Regions from separate parts of the Mus musculus genome. Here regions 2, 3, 4 and 5 are each linked to region 1. Evidence: chromatin contacts called from public Hi-C, HiChIP or PLAC-seq and promoter capture Hi-C data. All regions are on one chromosome and are shown on one strand. Each heading gives the region's core, a stretch centred on a gene start, on an enhancer-like site or on the middle of the called end of the contact. The rest is flanking DNA. Distances are from core to core; before and after follow the strand shown.

Region 1 (3,641 bases), core at 529-3,028:
GGGCGATCGCCAGAGATCACTCCCCTCCAACAGTTCCTCGGAACATCCTGAGCACCGATCTTCTCCTGGCCCCAGACCGTGAACCCGGGTATGAAATGCCTTAGTCTTCCTCAGCAAAACACCCTGGCGGAGTTGTGCCCTGGTCCCACTAACCCCAAATTTTCACGAACACCGCAGAGCCCCTGTGCAGAGAGCAGGAAAATGTCCCCTAGTCCACCGTGCAGGGAGGTAGGCGATTCCGACCACCAATCCCGGTTCCAGATCCCACCAAGCAAGCCTGGCCTAGCGCGGAAATCACAGCAAAAATCTGTGTTTTACTGCTGCCTAGGACCCCTGACCCATTTGCCCAGGACAAAAACACTAACAAGCTCTGTGACATCCTCTCCGAAAGCTCGCTCTTGGCGCCCCCTGCCGGGAATCTCCGGGACGCCGCAGGCGCAGGAAAGTTAAAACCCAACTCAAGGCAACCGCATCCAGGTACAAACAACAAAAAAGGACGTGAAAGCGCTTCCCGCCAAAGCCCGGGGCGGGAGGTGAGGGGTACCGGGACCGGGACCTACCCGCTCTGGGCCCAATTCCAAGGGCGATCGCCGGAGATCACTCCCCTCCAACAGTTCCTCGGAATATCCTGAGCACCGATCTTCTCCTGGCCCCAGACCGTGAACCCGGGTATGAAATGCGTGCGGCTGGGCTGCCCGCAGACGGGGGCTCTGCGATTGGAGCTCATCCTGCTGAAGCCCCAGGCTTCGCCATCCCTGCCTTAGTCTTCCTCAGCAAAACACCCTGGCGGAGTTGTGCCCTGGTCCCACTAACCCCAGATTTTCACGAACACCGCAGAGCCCCTGTGCAGAGAGCAGGAAAATAAATGTCCCCTAGTCCACCGTGCAGGGAGGTAGGCGATTCCGACCACCAATCCCGGTTCCAGATCCCACCAAGCAAGCCTGGCCTAGCGCGGATTACGCACACAGATCTCCACGGGTACCTGAAAGGTGCTGGCCGAGGTGCAGGCTTGCCCACTGACCGGTCGCACACCCGGACCTTCTCAATCCACGCTCGTATCCAGGGAAAGGCTAAGACACAAACTTCCAGCCCGTGCACTATCTCCACTGCGACCGCCCCCGCTTTGATGGTAGTCCTGCACGCGCCTCTGCCAGGTTGTCCCCACCCAGGTGTCTGCAGAGTGACCCTACCAGAGACTTACACCACCCGCAAATGGACCAGTGCCGAGTCCAGTTCACACGTGCAGGGTCTCAGCTATGACACTCAGGGACTCTGCGGGGAGAGAGCTCACCAGATGCCGGGCGCGTTCCTCCTGCTAGTCATCCAGCGCCCCGGGGCCCGGAGCTGCTCCAAGGGTCCTCTTCAGTGTACTACGAGGGAAGTCGAGGCAGCCGCCACCACTGCACCCCGCCACTTCTCCAGAGCTATCCTCCTCTCGCAGCGCGCCAGGCTGGGGACCAGCTAGTCTGCCGGAGTCTCCAGTTGTGCAGCTGAGTGGACAGGCTCGCGCCGAGAGAGGGCGACCGGTGAGGTGGCAAAGTTGGGTACCCTCTGCTTAGTAGCTGCGCGTGGGAACCAAGAACACCCCCAAAAAGGATTGCACGTGCCGGGACGCCCCCGCAGTGGGAAGGTGGGATACAGAGGTCGCCACAAGGCTGGGGCCACCGTCAGCCAAGGGCTGAGGAGCCCACCCGCGGCGGGAGCGCAGCGCGCGCGGGAGTGGGCACAGCGTGAGCAGCCGCTGCTGACGCCGCCTTCCTAGCGAGTAGACCAGCGCTGGGTGAGCGGGCCCAGAGCTCGGGGCGGGGAGCACAGGACCGCCTCGCCTCGCCCCGCCCCCGCCCCGCCCCCTCCGCCGCACCTCCCCTACTCCGCCCCTCCCGCGTGCAAACTGAGCGCCCCACCCACCCCTGACCTTCCCAGGCCCCTCCTCTAGCCCCGCCTCTTCCCGAGATGGGACCCCCAAACACTCCCCAGGGGGCTCTCTACACACCCCAGGAGTTCTATTTGTGCCACCAGAGTGCAAGCTCACCCAACTGGTGACTTTTTTCGAACTCCCTTCCTCGCCTGGAAGAGACCTTCTTTGGCTACCCGCCCCTTGCCCGGTGGCTCCTACGTGGCTACTTTGCAGGATGGGCTGTATAAAGGGCTGGAGGCAGTTCAACCCAAACCAGAGACGTGGCGTCTGCTAGGCCTGCCTAAGCTCCAGGTAAGTGCGTGCCCCCGGCGGATCGCGGGTGGGAAGAAAGTGGAAGTTTAAGATTCAGTTCTTCTGTGTCATCATAAGAAGACTGGGGTGTGCTTTGGGGGTGGTGAGGGGCCCGCCGCGGATTCTTACAGGCGAGCTGGGCCCAGCAAGGCTCTCAGTTCTTGAAAAGGATAGATCAGAGAAATGAATAAATCTGCCATCCAAGGAAATAGAGCAAGAGGTTCCCAAGTAGCCCTAATGGGAATTAGGAGAGGGTTACCTCATGGACAGAAACAGCTGGGCTAATTGGTACTCCGCAAGTATCTTGGGAGTTTACTGAGTGAGCATGGGGGCAAAAAGTTTATCTTGGAACGCAAAGTAAATGCCTTGGGAAGGCAGCTTTATTGACGCGTTGTTCAGTTCTCCTTCTAAGGAAGTGATCAACTCACCAAGTTCTAAACAACATACAAGGTTGTGAAGAGGGGAAATTACAGGATAAAGTCAGAAACCGTGGATCCCTGCCCCTACAGCCATGCTTGGCGATCCTTTTCCCTCAGGATAGGGTAAAGGAACGATGTCTTCAGGTTTTCCTCCCATATCGGGCCTTGTTGGTGGCCTCGGGTGCTTTTGCATAAGGAACCTCATCAATGAGTTTCTTAGCTGCAAGACCTAAGGATGTTCCCATTTGCCACAATCACATCCTGGTATTGGCAGGTTGCAAATGTGCCCTGGTAGGGGATAGGGGCGCCGGTGACAGTTCGGGGCCTCTGTGAGGGTTCCATGATGCTAAACAGGGACCGGGTAATAGCTGGAATGTGTCACCGCTCATCCAGGACCACAGAGATTCAAGAGGAGGTGAATAGAAGCACAAGTTGCCACCAATTTGTTGTGTCTGTCACCTTCAAATGAAAGAATTAGGCGAAACCATTTTTGAAAGAGTCCATTGGAGGCTATGTCAACCCCAGAGTGTGCTGTGTCTACAATTGTGGAGCCTGAAAAGTATGGCCCCAACGCAGATGTCTTCTAGGGCTTGTTTGGGAAACATCTACTACAGATGCTTGGCTGGCTTCCAGCTCTGGGGTGGCAGCTCCTGGCTTCTAGATCTTGCCCGGAAAAGTTAATAGGCTTCCTTTGCTTCTCCCTGCTGTTTCAGAAGTGGGTGGGAACTAGCGCCATTCTGAGCACTCCCCTTCTCTTGCCTACGTGGCACAACAGTCTGGGAGACTTTTGGGAGAAGGAGGCCTTCTAGGGGCCGACAGTGGAAGACCTCAGCCTCACACTTGAACCCTATAGCCTTCAGGAAGGCAGGGTGGAGCAGAACAGGGTGGAGAAAGACAAATTAAAACTCAAATGTACTTCACTCTTTCTTATGCTTATCCCTCAATGTCAACTGATAAAAACAATTAGCACATCTTTTTAAAAAAAAAAATATTTTTTTTTTTAAGGAAGAAAG
Region 2 (3,641 bases), core at 685-3,184, 500 kb after region 1:
CAGAACCACCTTCTACAATACAAGGATTCAAACTCTAGTCTTCTGCAACTTCAGCCAGGGCTCTTAAACCTGAGCCATCTCTCCAGCCCTTCCACCCCTTCCTTTTGCAAATAACTTTTTCTTCTGTTCTAAGAAAACACTTTTCAGGTTGTGTTTTCAACACTCCTGCCCCTTCCTTGGGAGCTCCTCGCCTCTCTCCCACCCTTCGCTGTTGCCATTCCCTGAGGTACCTTTGTTCTAGCTTTACTCTATAGTGTCTTCCACCCTGCGGTTACCACATTATCATCCCCAACCCCTGTTCCTCTGTGCCAGTTGACATACAATGGAAAGTCTCTCAGGAAGCTCAAACTCTACATATCCAAAACTGAGCTTGGTGTATTCTGCATTCCATATTATTCACACAAAAGAGCACTCTATTACACCTGGGACATAGCACACGACAATCCCCAATTTTTGAAAGCATGACTGTGAATATTCTCTGATGCCCCTTTTCACTTTGTAAGACCCCTGAGCACCTCTCGACTCTGTCTTTTTTTGCCATCACCATTATCTCCACCCTGTGGTCCAACATCGCATCAACATTGATGGCATACCTGTGCCATCTAATTCTCCTCCTGCTTCATCTCCACACTGAAGCTTGAGCACACTTTGTAAACTTAAATCAGATCCTGTCAATTCAGCCCTGTAAGATTTGAAAAGTCTTATGTATCCTTCCATTGTCTTTGGGATGAACTCACCCCTAGGCATTCCCAGATACAAGCTGTTGTCTACTTTGGTAGATTCATCTCATCATCTTTGACATGCAGAACTGCCTAAATCATCATCCCTTGTCACTCACAAGCAGGCTTGAGTATAAGCTCTTGCCTCAAACAACACCCTTCACATTCCAACTCCTGGCACACAGTGGTTTAGATGTACTCATGTGAACAGCTCCCAATGGCTTCTTGAGTTGCATTTTAAATAAATTTCCATCGAGGAAGATGTTCCTGGCCTTTTGGCTGGGCTGGGCCTCTCTGCAGTGTATTGTAGTCTTTCTTGATCATCATAATGATGCTTCATCTTTCTCCTAAAAATTTAGTTTTTATTCTAGCCCATAAACTCCATAGCCCTGGGACTAGTTTCACTCATTTTGTATCTCAGGATAAAACAGATTCTGGTAAAGCATGGACACTAAGAATCATGAATAAAAAAGAAGGCAATATCTCACCTCTTCAATGAAGCCTTTCTCACCCTTCAACATAAATGATTTCTCAAGCTTCACAAAATTGTCATATTAAGGAAAATTGTTCATCTAAGGTAGGACTGTTCTGTGTGTTATAGAATGTCTAATACCGTTGATAAGTACCATTAACATAGGCTTCTCACAAACTGGGAATCACAGCTGTCTCCATCTTAGAGACGACAGGGCCAAGCTGGCTTCTTTCCTCTCTCATAACATCTGCACAGCTGCTTTTTATCATTAACATCTATTATCACTTGGGATTTCTTTCCTGGGACATGTGCATTAATTTTGTTGAACCAAAGTACTAAAACCTTCTTGAAATCAGGTCCCCTCTGCTAGTGTCCCCATAATGCTGTATCCAGACCCAAGAATGACAACACTGGGTGTGTGTGTTTGTCAGTGGAAGAAAAGGCAGCCAAGCTTCCACATTGAAGATGGATTCTGAATCTGTAGCTGACATTTATCTACCTGCCTAGAGTCACTTCACATTTCAACATCGGTGAGCTCAACATAACCAGAAAGCCCCGCTGACCTCAGGATTGTGAGCCTTCCTGAAAAGATAGGAAAGCAGTGCAGAACTATCGTCTCCCCATCTGGAATTCATTAAACTCTCATTTCTGAAAATTCAACAAAATCAACTGAAGTGCATGCAGCTTGCTGTGCGTGCTGCCATGGCTCCCTGGAAATGATCCCTTCCAAGACACAGAGCTCAGTTCTGCATGCTTTCTGGTACACTCCAAAAAGCATCAAAGGGTAGGGTGCCAACTTGCCTTTGGACCCTCTGTAACAAAACATGACTTTTCTTAAACTATCTTTGCATGCTTAATTATCTTTTTACAAAGTAGTAGTAGTAATAATAATAATAATGATGATGATGAATTACAGAAAAATATCAAACATTAAAGTTAATCCTTTTTAACTACTTTTTATTTCAGAATTTCATATATGTTTACCATATGTTTTGATCAAGCTACCTCTGAACCCCTCTCCTCCAATTCCTTATTTTTCCCTCCCAACTTCCTGTGCTTTGTTCAAATAATTGTTCAAGATCAAGGGCCTCCACATAAAACCAGATACACTGAAACTAATAGAAGAGAAAGTGGGGAAGATCCTTGAACACTTGGGCACAGGAGAAATTTTCCTGAGCAGAGCACCAGTGGCTTATACTCTAAATCGACAATAAACAAATGGGGCCTGATAAAATTGCAAAGCTTCTGTAAGGCAAAGGACACTGTCAATAGGACAAAACAGCAACTAACAGATTAGGAAAAATTCTTTACCAATCCTACATCAAATAAAGGGCTAATATCCAATATATACAGAGAACTCAAGAAGTTAGACTCCAGAGAACTAAATAACCCTATTAAAAAATGAGGTACAGAGATAAAAAATTTTCAACTGAGGAATATCGAATGGCTGAGAAGCACCTAACCAAATGTTCAACATCCTTAGTCATCAGGGGAATGCAAATCAAAACAACCCTGAGATTCCACCTCACGCCAGTCAAAATATCTAAAATCAAAAACTCAGGTGACAACAGATGCTGGCAAGGATGTGGAGAAAGAGGAACACTCCTCCATTGCTGGTGGAATTTCAAGCTCGTATAACTACTCTGGAAATCAGTTTGATGGTTCCTCAGAAAATTGGACACAGTACTACCTGGGGACCCAGCTATACCATTGCTGGGCATATACCCAAAAGATGTTCCAACATGTAATAAGGACACATGTTCCACTATGCTCATAGCAGCCCTATTTATAATACCCAGAATCCAGATGTCCTTAAACAGAGGAATGGATACAGAAAATATGGTACATTTACACAATGGAGCTATTACAAGCAATGAATTCATGAAATTCTTAGGCAAATAAATGGAACTAGAAAATATCATCCTGGATGAGGTAACCCAATCTCAAAAGAATACACATGGTATGCTCTCACTGATAAGTGATATTAGCCCAAAATCTCCAAATAACCAATATACAATTCACAGACTACATGAAGCTCAAGAAGAAGAAAGACCAAAGTGTGGGTGCTTCGGTCCTTCTTAGAAGGAGAACAAAATACTCACAGGAGCAAATATGGAAATAAAGTGTAGAGCAGAGACTGAAGGATAGGCTATCCATAGACTGCCCCACCTGGGGATTCATCCCATATACAGTTACCAAACCCAGACACTATTGTGGATGCCAAGAAGTGCATGCTGAAAGGAGCCTGATATGGCTGTCTATTGAGAGGCCCTGCCAGAGCCTTACAAATACAGAGGCAGATGCTTGCAGCTAACCATTAGATTGAGCATGGGGTCCCCAATTGAGTAGTTAGAAAGAGAACTGAAAGAGTTGAAGGGGTTTACAACCCCATAGGAAGACCAACCATATCAATCAACCAGACCCCCCAGAGCTCCCAGGGACTAAGCCAT
Region 3 (3,641 bases), core at 786-3,285, 390 kb after region 1:
TTGTCTTTGGATCCCTTTCTCCTAACTGGGCTCCCTCATCTAGCCTCAATAAAAGAAGATGCATAGTCTTAGGGCAATTTGATCTACCAAAGTGAATTGATGTCCATGGGAAACCTCATCTTTTCTGAGGAGAAAGGAAGGAGGGATGCATGTGGAGGAGAGGGACTGGGAAGAAAAGAGGGAGGGGAGGCTGCAATAGGGATGTAGAGTAAATAAATAACCAGAAAATCAGAAGAAAAAAATCAGAAGAAACGAATTGTTGTTGTTGTTGTTGTTGTTGTTGTTGTTGTTGTTGTTGTTGTTTGAGACAGGGTTTCTCTGTATAGCCCTGGCTGTCCTGGAATTCACTTTGTAGACCAGGCTGGCCTCAAACTCAGAAATCCACCTGCCTCTGTCTCCCAAGCGCTAGGATTAAAGGTGTGCGCCACCACTGCCCAGCAAGAAATGAAATTTAAAAAGAAAAAAAAAAAAAGAGTTGTTCTCCGGCTTTCATAAATGCATTGTGGCAGACACTTGGGTCTATGTACATGCACACACACACACACACACACACATACACACACAAACACACACTTTTAATAAATAAGTAATTATAAGTAATAAATAAGTATTTTCAGTGTTTTTATATTATAATATTTCAAAGTGATTAATATAATTAATTATACTATAATTAATATAATTATAATTAATTTTTGGATGCTCAGAAAAGCACATTAAGGTGCTGAATATGCCAACTGCCTGGATTGCAACATATATGTTGCATACACACACACACACACACATATACATATATATATATACATATATATATATATATGATTGCCATCTCTATTAATGTTAGATTTGACTGTGGTTGTGACCCAGGTGATGTATTCTCTGAAGGGTGGGTGTATATATATATCCAAACATCATTCTTGGTCCACAAATGTGTACATGTTTCAGATATTCATTTGAAAATAAGGAGTAAGTCAAGCCTAGGTAGTACATCCCATGTCTATAAGAACTGAAGCATATGTGAGTGTTGGTCACTAAAGTGTGAGGGAGGGCTCTGGAAATATGCACATCAGACAATGTACTGGGACCCTCTTTTTTGGGAATAATAGTATCATGTGCTCTAAGATGAGATGGGTGACCAGGTGATGAAACTATAATAATACTCTGGGACCCAGAACAGGAATGCTGTCAATCATAGCAAAGAGGGGCTCTTATTTCAGGAATGATGGAGAACCAGCAACGATGGGGTCTCAATCTGGGATAAATACAACAGACTTCATATGGCTGAAGAGAGCTGAGGGCTGAGTCGTGAGAGCAGATTAGATTGGCATCTCTATTCATGTTAAATCTGACTGTGGCTATGTCCCAGGTGATGTAATAGTGGAGCTCTGAACTCTGAAGAGTGGGGGTGTCAGAATGATGCTCCATTCTCCAGACTGAACAACCTGGTGGTGCTTTGAACAAATGCAGGATAGTGACAGATCCGGTTAGCTGACAGGGGTCAGGAAACACAGGGAACAGGGTAAACATAGTGTCACTAATGCAATCCCAATCTCAATTTTCTACTCTGCCATTTTTATAAACTCTCAAAAGTCTCCAAACAGATCCATTGTTTTGATCACCAAACCCTGTTCCCAGATTTTCTTCATTTCAAGAATAGCACCAAGTTTTATCTTAATCAGGCCAAGGATTTTAAGTCTCAAAGTAAGACCACCAAGTCTGCAAGGCACCCTCTTCAGCTTGAAAGTTGATGTAAATTAATTTTCTGAATCTTGGATCAGAATAAACACAAACAGACTTCTTCTTCTTTTATTTAAAAAACAAAAACAAAAAAAAAAAAAAAACCAAAGAAACCCTTTGGAAATCTTACCCTAGAAACTGAACTCCAACCTGGCCAAGACCACATTCCTCTGAGACAAACATGGCCAACACCACTCCGTTCAGCATTCTCAATTCAACCTTGATTAAATAATGGGAAACACTTGGATATAATGACTGCATACAGATGTCAACAACCAGAGAACTTTTGCCCTTGGTCCCTCCTGCCACATGGCAAGCTTCCCTCCTACACAGCGATTAGCTCAGTGCAGCTCTAACCTATAGCCACGTTCCAACAGAAACATTTCAGTTCTCCTCATTGTAGCCAGAAAAGGACAGAGCATGCTAAAATGGTTACTAACCAATTTTCATAATCAGAAGGAATTGTACTATATTGGCCAAAATATTAGTCATGGGATTAGAATCTATCCTCCCCTGAACAGGCTAATCCTCTTACAGATAGCTCAAAGTAATCAGGTTAGCTTCACAGTAAATTTTAGTAAACCCATCACTCTTGCAAAGGAATTTCAGAAAAGGAAAAGATCAAACAGTTCTTCAAACCCTTCATGCAGATGAAACACTGGGCAGAATAAATGTCTTACAAAGCACTTATATAATTGATTTAAGCTAAAATACCCTAATAGAGATACATTTGCCATCACAAATGGATTTGTACTAGAAAGCCTTCCACCATGGAAACAAATCTCGGTGCTCGTTTTTGAAGAACATGACAGCAGCAAGAAAGGGCAGAGGAAAACATCTCTCCGAGCAGCGTGCCTTCCAGCAGGTTTTATGTGAAAGCTTCAGCAGGGCTTTTGAAGCTCATGATGACCAGACATCGTGGCTGCTTGTTCTGTACTCCTCTGAGCGGAGCTCCCTCTGAGCAGCCACGGTGACTCTACAAGCAGACTCGGGTGGCACATTTCTGGACATCTGTCACATTTTGGGGTACACTCATTCAGTGCACCTTGACATACCCAACTTTTTCTTACACATTATTTTACAAAGCTACTGCCATGTAGTACCTTCCTTTAGCTTGCAAAGCTGCTTGAGCACCCAGGAATGATCCATTGGTTTCCACACAGATTCAAGCTTTCACTGGATCCCTCCATGCACTACTGACTCTTTCTCATATATTGACCTCATTGGTTCACTGTCCAATCCAGACACACAGCATAAAAAAGATGTTAGTAATCAGGTCTTTCTAACTATCCACATGACTGATTTTTTTTTAAAAAATCCTGACCGGTAAACACCTCAAATAGAACACGTGGCAGCATCACCCCCAACCGTCCCCAGTAAGTGGCCTTGCATCTATCCCAGAGACTCTGAAAGGCCTATTTGAGGACAAGCACACACACCCAAACTAAAGCACTGCATACTCTTGCAGTGACTGACAAGAAGAGAAAAAGATCCCCACCTCAATATATGTTCCCAAGATGCCACCTTTCTGCCACTAACCCAGCACAGGTCAACCCCTCTGCCTACAGTAGAGTGCTAATGGCAGTAACCAACATAACGGCAATAAAATGTTTTGTGTTTTTGAAGAATAGTAGTGTGATGGTTCATTGTCCATGTCAAATTATATTCCTGTAAGTGGTCAGACTGGGAAGGTACCATTCTGGCTGAGGTGTATATCTCAATTAGTGGACTCCAAGGAAAATGGAGTGTCTTCCATAAGGTACATGAATCTCATTCAATCAGCTGAAGACCTGAATAGAAGAAACAGCAGACACCACAACCAAGCAAGAGGTAAGCCTGGCAGCAGAAGGCCTCGTACGTGACCGCAAACTATGGACCGTCAAGCTCTGTCATCACGAGAGCAAATT
Region 4 (3,641 bases), core at 736-3,235, 370 kb before region 1:
CCTCCCACTAATCTTCCACACTTTCACTTGGTGAGAGTTGGAGAGATTTAACTATCTTAGGACTTGCAAGACTTCCAGAGGCGGGAAGGCAGAATAGCCTGACTTCTAGATATGGCTAGGAAAGCCTGAGTCCTGTGGTCACCTCTGCCTCCTGACTCAGTGAAATGGGAACTCTCCAAGTCCAGTGTCAGAGTCTATCAACACCCTAAGTACCAGGTTATGATTTCATATTGATGGATAAGCCAGAAAGAGATTAGTTAGTAGCTGTTGTGTCAGGTCCACCCTGTGCTCTGTCATCTAGAACTTTTCTTTCTTCCAAGGCTACAGATGAACACTGGGAGTGGACACCAAGAGCAAAGGGCCCAAGAGGTGGCACTCATGAGGTATTGTCAAACACTGACCTACAGCTGGGATGTTAGATCCTTGGTACCTCAGAACCTTGAAAATATCAGCTCATGTTAGGAAAGAGATAAATATGTGTGCTCAGTCATCACATAGAAATGATATTCCCAGAGATGACTGCCACTCCAAGAACCTCGGTTTGGCTTCATCATTTGAGTGATTATCTATAAGATTTATTAAATGGCAGCATCGAACCATGTTCACATTAAAATAAGTCAGGTTTGTGATAAAACCTGACTAAAGTATAACTTTAAGATATTTTTCTTCTAAAATAACTTCTAGATAAGTGCTCGTGCCAGCAGGCTGTTTTCTGAGCTACAGTGAAGATGAACAGTGGACTGGCAGCAGCCTCCCCCAAGGATGTATGGTCACCCTGAGAACAACTGGGATAGATACTCAGTTTGGGATGCTTTGGGAGCCTGTTCTATGCTGGTTTCATCTACCACAGGGCAAGGGCAAAGATGAGGAAGCTGATAGAAGACAGCATAGCTAAAACATCTGGTGTTCTTGGTCCTAGAGCAGCAGTTCTTCATCTCCCCAAGTGTTGCGATCTTTAATAGTTGTAGTGATCCACAGGTATAAAATTATTTCCTCACTACTTTATAACTACAATTTTCTACTGTTATGATTCATAACATAAATATCTTTGTTTTTCAATAGTCTCTTGGGGTGTTGCGACCCATAGGTTGAGAACCTCTGACCTAGACAGTATATCTTGAAAAACAATTGTAGTAGAAAGTGAACTCAGTGGCTCACAAGATCAGACCCTATCTGTGGCAACTTCTCTGCATAGAGGGAACCATCAATATAGCATGGATGTGGGGGCAGACAGGCTGGCCCTGGTCTGAGTGAGTCACTGAAGGAGGTATGTGACCTTGAGTAGGACACTAAACTGACATCTGGACTTCCTACCTTCATGTGAACAATGAGAGTTTCAGACTTGACTCAATAATAAAGGAAAATGTGGCAGAAATGTAAAAACTACTGTGAAATTACATAAATAGTCTTTGAAAAACAGATAACCAACAAAATGAAAAATATAAAGATTCTCATGAGACAATTTTCTCCTTCAAAAGTATCATATTTACATTTGAAGCACATTATTTGCATAAGATCACTTTCTCTTTTTAAATATTGCAAAGTTCCATTTATGAAATAGAGTTCCTAAGAGTACAACCAAATTATTGATAGTTTACTAAAGAATGTATTTGGCAAAAAAATTTTTTTTTACATAATCCTATTATTAGCTCATTCTTAATCAATGTGCTTCACTAAGCATATTTATGGAGAATTAAAATTGTTTCTCTAAAAAACAAAGTACTATATTTTCCATAAATAATTTAAAAAATCCAAGCATGCTGTGTTTACCAGATAGAGTCTTCTTGTGAGTTCTAACTGGGGATGCTTTCTCGTCCTTCCATAGGAAGAGGACACTTGGAAAAGCACATTGGAAGACACACAGAGAGATGCTTGGTTCATAGTGTTTAGAATTTCCTTCTCAGAGGGAATACTAAGAGCCAAACACAAGCATACCAACTGTGGCACACAGAAGCCCAGTGTATGGGCTCACAGTGGAGCTGTGCTCGCTTGTCGTTTAGCTGTGAGCAGGTGAAAAATAAACAGAGGGGAGATTCAGCCACATGAGCGTCTCTTCTACCATGGAGGCTGAGGATGCACTTAAACAAGAACCATTCTCTTATTGCATCTGCACCTGGTGGCTCCAGCCACTGTGGATTCCAGATAGTTGATGGACGATAGCGTGACAGACAGCGGGCACCATACCTCTGTTGGTACTCCTACCCATGATTTAGGTGGTTTAGTTTCCTGAGCTGAAGAAGCTGAGGTGACCTGAACTCACTGAATGAAAGCACAGTGAAAATAATGAGTTATCTCATGCTTTGCAACTACACTCCTAGTCAATGAATGCAAGCAATGCCACACATGGCACAGACCCATGTTGTCCCGCCTGTGACCCTGTCTTGACCCCAGCAAGTCCTAGGAGAATTTGGATCTAACAGAGTAACTTGGGAAACTGGTTTCCTTCCAGCTATGCTTGGCTAGCAGATGTCTCTTGGCTACACCCCAACCATCCCTGTTATACAGTGAATGATCAACACTCAGAAGGGAGTTACATCTGCCTCAAACTGGGCTTGCACAAACATGCGCAGAACAAGTTTCAAACAGTCTTTGGTTAAAGTTAGAAATCAAAGACATATAAAAGAGGATCACTAATAACTGTCACTGTGTACTAACAACATTCACACTACAACTCATAAAACTATCCCTGTACTGTTCTTCAGCTCTTTTTGATATCAGAGAAATGTTATACAGATTTCATTTCACAGTACCATCCTGCAGGAAACATTGTATAACCATGTTTACACATAATGTATAACAATGGTTACACATTTAAAAAAGAAAGAAAGGAAGAAAGAAAGAAAGAAAGAAAAGAAAAGAAAAGAAAAGAAAAAGAAAGAAAAGAAAAAAAACCATCTACATTAAGAACATGCAGAGACCTTTCGACTTTATAATGTATACATCATCCCATTTGATTCTAGAGCAAGTCACATGTGTGAGCTGAGACAGTGAGGATGAAGTACATTGGAGCCATGGTCAAAATGATCAGTGACAGGTGTGTACTATGAATTTCCTGCCTCGGGCTCCCTGTATAGAAACAGAATGGCCTGAGCACTGCAGGGGTTTGCAAATAGTATAGTAAAAATGTCACTTCTACATAAGCCTTCCGGTATGTCTTGCTTAGGGGAATTGCTCTAAGCAAAGCTACCAAGCTCCTCTAGAGCAGAACTCTGTCAGAGTCCAGAATTCATTTTCAGTTTCCAACACTATAAACATTACAGAGCTAGTCAACTAGTGTTCATAGTCCTCTTCCATTTCCTAAGCACCTGGGCCTAAGTGCTTCCAAACCAACCCAACTAAACTTAAAAATACATTGTAGACAACACTGGACATTCCCTAGGAAAAAAAGAGGGTAGGGCTGGAGAGATAGCTTGTAGCTGGGAATTGGAAAGCATTTATGACATTTGGCTTTCCCTGTACCTCCAAGATTTCCTTCCCCTCACTAATTGATTATATAACAATGGGACCTTTGGAATAAACTGCAAGGGTGTTAGGAACAAGACATATCCTATAGATGATCCGGAATGATGGAGTTTTGGGACAGCATTGATGTTTCTTCTTAGGGGCATGAGCCTACTTTATCTTATATTCTCTCTCTCTCT
Region 5 (3,641 bases), core at 744-3,243, 290 kb before region 1:
CATACAAGGCCCTGCACTCCTGGTACTGCAAACATAAGATAATACAAGTATTCAACTACTGTCTGTAGTTAACTACAAAATATAGGAGAGGCAAATTAAATACTATTTTAAAATTATTTCCTACATTTTTCTAACGTTGTCATAGTTTATTTTGAATCTTATATAATGACTGAAAGTACAAATTAGGTCTTAGCTTGCTTTCTGACCCTCTGTGAAATGCCTGTTTATTGTGAACATTTACACTAAATTTTGAAACATGGAACATATCCTCTTTATATATGCCTCATTTTGCAGGAAACCAGATATGTTATACACAGTCCTCAGTGCACAGTGGGGTATCTGTATATTTCTCTGTCCTTACCTTCGATTTGCCCTTGCTGTAACAGGCCTTCTTGGTGGCTTCGTCACACTCCCACTCCACAGCCTACAAAGAGACCAAACAAAAGTTAGGGCCTTTTTTCCGGAAAGGTGGGAAATAATTGGGTCCTGGTGGCTAGATTAGATCATTTCAGCTCACTCTTGTGCCAGCACCTTCAGTCTGGCATAAAATTAATACCAAATACAGGGCATCCAGTCATGGGCTTACATTCAACTTTCAAATTAAGACATTTAAAGAGGACAAGTCCTCTTTAAAGTCTGCTTCACAGTCAAAACAGCAGTACCTTTAGTCACAGTTACTGGTAAACAAGATTGATTGCCTCTGGAAAACAAGGACAAGCTCCCAGCAAAGGAGACCATGAAGCAGAGTCACCTGAATCATTCAAAACTACAGAGCTTATTGCACAGTGTGTCATGCATCAACACTCGTGGATAATGCCAGGGATAACTGCATATTCTAGCTACCACAATCCTTGTATACATGCCAGTCAGGGCATGACTGGTCCATGCCCAGAATACTGGCTCGATTTAAAACCATGATGCTTCATACATTACAAACTTTTCAAAGCTAACTCATGCTGATCAAGTTGACAGGTAGATTAGCACGTCTAGTCCCACAGAGAACTTCGATACTTAAGATGATAATGCCAGTTTTGAAGACAGAGGTGATTTACAACTTAAGTTTGTGAGTCATTTAACACCAGTCCAAACACTGACTTTTGTTCTTTTCTACTATTTTTGTGGTATGTAGACTTTTTATGTGGGAAGTCTATATATTTTTTCATATCTTCTTCTTGTAATTTTTCCCCTAGCTGTTAAAATTAGATTTCTGAAGATTCAGTTATGGACCAGTGACGTTATTTTCAGGAAATCTTGTGAGGAACAATCTTTTTTGGGTCAGAAAATGTCAAAGAAGAAACTACACTCAACCCAATATAAACCAAAGTAAAATAACATGCAGGAAAATACCAGCCTCCACCACCTGCCAGGAAGAATTGTTTCTCAAGTTTCCAAACCTAGGAGAATATAAGGTCAGGCTGCTGTTGCCAAACACTGATACACAACCAAGGCAGTCATAACAACTGTGCAGGATGGCTCATCCCTCTCAACAAACACAAGACAATGAGAAAACAATCCACACAGAACCCACTTGGTGTTTCGCAAACAGGAACAGTGCCATGTCTGTTTATTATGATCGTGTGGAATCATCAAGAATGCAGTTGTTATTGATGACCTCTGATAAGAGAGTGTGTTAATTCTGAGGTCCTTTCCTGGGTCAGGGTGCCATGAGGGCAGCGTCTCACACAAGAACTGCCTTGGATTCCATCCAGGACGGCACATATTTCCAAAAACAGTGAAGATACCAGCACAGAGGTAAGAGCTGTACACACAGCACTGTGACGTGCAGACTCCAAAAATGAAAATAAACTCACTGCTACCCTTGTGTGAACTTTAATAGGCTTCTTTCTTACATCTGTTTATAGAAAACTCCCTGTTGCACCTTTGCTCTTATTTAAATATAGAAGAGAATCAATGAGCTGATACATTCCTTTAGCAACAAAGAACTCATTATGAATTTAAGCTTTTATTACCAAAGGGGTTGATGTCATTGAACAGAAAAAGGGGTTCTGGTTACATAGCTATGAGCACTTCTGTATGGTGAAACACTTCAGCAGAGGAGTTGCCCACAATGGCTCTTGTTGAGTTGGTATTGTTGTTAAAGTTAAATATTGGGGAATGGAGAGAGAGCTATGTTAGTAAAGTGCTTGGTATGAAAGCAATGCAGGAGGGCAGGAGCTTCAGCACTGTTTCAAAAGCCGGGTGTGAGTGCACTTGCTTACAGTCCCAGTTCTGAGGAGGTAGCATCAGGCAGGACTGCCTGACTGCCCCGGTGGTCTAGCTTCACCGGGGAGTTTTAGGCAAGTTAAGAAAGCATGGTAAAAAGAAAGTAAGATACTTTCTCTAGCTCTTTCATTAGGGGACCTGTGTTCCATCCAATAATTGACCGTGAGCATCCACTTCTGTATTTGCCAGGCACTGGCATAGCCTTACAAGAGATAGCTATATCAGGAAACACATGGCTTCTAATGAAGGAGCTAGAGAAAGTAACCAAGGAGCTAAAGGGGTCTGCAACCCTACAGGAGGAACAACAATATGAACTAACCAGTACCCCCCAAAGCTGTGTCTCTAGTTGCAAATGTAGCAGAGGATGGCCTAGTCGGCCATCAATGGGAGGAGAGGCCTTGGTCTTGTGAAGATCATATGCCCCAGTACAGGGGAATACCAGGGCCAGGAAGTTGGAGTGGGTGGGTTGGGGAGCAGGGGAGGAGAAGGGTATATGGTACTTTCAGGATAGCATTTGAAATGTAAATGAAGAAAATATCTAATTAAAAAAAATAAGACCCACCAGGGTAGGTGGTACCAGGGTACAAGAAAAATGATACTCAAGGTTGGCTCTACCACCCCTCTGTCTTCCTCTCTTTTTTTCACCCTCTCTAACCTTGTTTCTCTGTCTCTGACACACACACACACACACACACACACACACACACACACACAGAGAGAGAGAGAGAGAGAGAGAGAGAGACAGAGACAGAGACAGAGACAGAGACAGAGACAGAGACAGAGACAGAAACAGACCTGCATAAATCTCAATCAAGGACATATATGGAGACACACATGAAATATATGTTGATGTATGTGATGCACGTCTGAGAAGAAAGATGATGAGTGTCGAGCCTGCCTGGGCTATAGAGGAGTTATGCTTAGGATGAGTGACCTGGTGGGACCTTAAACAGAGAGCTGAGGATGGAGCTCTTGTCTACCAAGTAGGAAACCTGAAGGGAATGCAAAAAAGGGAAAATATTAATATTCTCCTGAATAAACACAAGAGGTCTGGGCAGCAGGGTGAGCCCCAGGATTAAGAGAGAATATGAATCAAATGCCATCAAAGTTCTTAGATCTCCATCCATGCTGCTGCTGCTGGTAAACAAACAGCTTCTCAATTCTAGCGGGTGCTCAAGTAGCCTTCACATTTTCAAGATAAATATTAGCCAAGGACAAGGAGAAGAAATTGCAAAAAGAAAAAGAGTATGAGTTTTCATAAATATTTCATTACTTTGTCCAGAATACTGAAAAACAGCAACTACTCATACATGTTTATTAGACAATAGTGAAACAGGACCCATTGATGTTTCTCTGCTTTGAAGTAGAGGGGAAGCTTCGGGAGATCCTGCTGCTCTATCAACCAGACTCAAATCCAG

What was found. Promoter capture Hi-C pulls out the DNA fragments that hold promoters and counts their contacts. Hi-C and Micro-C count contacts between places; a contact is called where the count stands out from the background. HiChIP or PLAC-seq counts read pairs in DNA pulled down with a chosen protein or histone mark.
Region 2: a contact with region 1 is called in an H3K4me3 HiChIP or PLAC-seq map of craniofacial prominence, with 6 times the contacts expected there. The contact joins the enhancer-like site here to the promoter of Sema5a in region 1. A contact is called at or near these places in 7 of 39 promoter capture datasets (the 3T3-L1 cell line, embryonic stem cells, frontonasal cranial neural crest and 4 more), 1 of 484 Hi-C or Micro-C datasets (uterus) and 3 of 115 datasets of contacts at active chromatin or transcription factors (craniofacial prominence, embryonic forebrain and embryonic limb bud).
Region 3: a contact with region 1 is called in a promoter capture Hi-C map of second pharyngeal arch cranial neural crest, with 4 times the contacts expected there. The contact joins the enhancer-like site here to the promoter of Sema5a in region 1. A contact is called at or near these places in 5 of 39 promoter capture datasets (embryonic stem cells, hippocampal neurons, maxillary cranial neural crest and 2 more), 1 of 484 Hi-C or Micro-C datasets (embryonic fibroblasts) and 2 of 115 datasets of contacts at active chromatin or transcription factors (large pre-B cells and stem cell-derived neural progenitor cells).
Region 4: an H3K4me3 HiChIP or PLAC-seq map of neural progenitor cells shows a contact between it and region 1, with 8 times the contacts expected there. The contact joins the enhancer-like site here to the promoter of Sema5a in region 1. A contact is called at or near these places in 9 of 39 promoter capture datasets (the 3T3-L1 cell line, the C10 cell line, cranial neural crest and 5 more), 1 of 15 datasets of contacts at CTCF or cohesin (large pre-B cells), 4 of 484 Hi-C or Micro-C datasets (the HL-1 cell line, the NIH/3T3 cell line, granulosa cells and 1 more), 10 of 115 datasets of contacts at active chromatin or transcription factors (craniofacial prominence, embryonic forebrain, embryonic limb bud and 6 more) and 3 of 9 other capture datasets (embryonic stem cells, liver and pancreatic islet).
Region 5: a contact with region 1 is called in a Hi-C map of granulosa cells, with 3 times the contacts expected there. The contact joins the enhancer-like site here to the promoter of Sema5a in region 1. A contact is called at or near these places in 4 of 39 promoter capture datasets (liver, stem cell-derived epiblast-like cells and trophoblast stem cells), 3 of 15 datasets of contacts at CTCF or cohesin (the NIH/3T3 cell line and large pre-B cells), 5 of 484 Hi-C or Micro-C datasets (the HL-1 cell line, brown adipocytes, granulosa cells and 1 more), 8 of 115 datasets of contacts at active chromatin or transcription factors (craniofacial prominence, embryonic forebrain, embryonic hindbrain and 5 more) and 3 of 9 other capture datasets (adipose tissue, embryonic stem cells and liver).

The regions. Positions count from the first base shown.
Region 1 is chr15:32,242,950-32,246,590 of GRCm38.p6, reverse strand. Sema5a (sema domain, seven thrombospondin repeats (type 1 and type 1-like), transmembrane domain (TM) and short cytoplasmic domain, (semaphorin) 5A) reads right to left here and starts at 1,778. Exons shown (of 23, transcript NM_009154.2): 1 at 1,292-1,778. Snhg18 (small nucleolar RNA host gene 18) reads left to right here and starts at 1,929. Exons shown (of 2, transcript NR_038186.1): 1 at 1,929-2,209.
Region 2 is chr15:31,740,059-31,743,699 of GRCm38.p6, reverse strand. No RefSeq gene overlaps it. Among named protein-coding and RNA genes, the nearest start is that of Gm32383, 110 kb to the right of the region's middle. Within about 2 kb of position 1,934, at least 6 of the 459 cell types and tissues checked have an H3K27ac peak or open chromatin away from gene starts, as enhancers often do. A contact at or near this core is called in craniofacial prominence and second pharyngeal arch cranial neural crest, where this site is marked.
Region 3 is chr15:31,853,800-31,857,440 of GRCm38.p6, reverse strand. No RefSeq gene overlaps it. Among named protein-coding and RNA genes, the nearest start is that of Gm32383, 220 kb to the right of the region's middle. Within about 2 kb of position 2,035, at least 3 of the 459 cell types and tissues checked have an H3K27ac peak or open chromatin away from gene starts, as enhancers often do. A contact at or near this core is called in second pharyngeal arch cranial neural crest, where this site is marked.
Region 4 is chr15:32,609,760-32,613,400 of GRCm38.p6, reverse strand. The region is part of intron 12 of Sema5a (sema domain, seven thrombospondin repeats (type 1 and type 1-like), transmembrane domain (TM) and short cytoplasmic domain, (semaphorin) 5A); the gene reads right to left. Among named protein-coding and RNA genes, the nearest start is that of Gm41289, 160 kb to the left of the region's middle. Within about 2 kb of position 1,985, at least 11 of the 459 cell types and tissues checked have an H3K27ac peak or open chromatin away from gene starts, as enhancers often do. A contact at or near this core is called in neural progenitor cells and neural stem cells, where this site is marked.
Region 5 is chr15:32,535,448-32,539,088 of GRCm38.p6, reverse strand. It overlaps Sema5a (sema domain, seven thrombospondin repeats (type 1 and type 1-like), transmembrane domain (TM) and short cytoplasmic domain, (semaphorin) 5A), which reads right to left. Exons shown (of 23, transcript NM_009154.2): 6 at 362-424. Among named protein-coding and RNA genes, the nearest start is that of Gm41289, 240 kb to the left of the region's middle. Within about 2 kb of position 1,993, at least 11 of the 459 cell types and tissues checked have an H3K27ac peak or open chromatin away from gene starts, as enhancers often do. A contact at or near this core is called in granulosa cells, where this site is marked.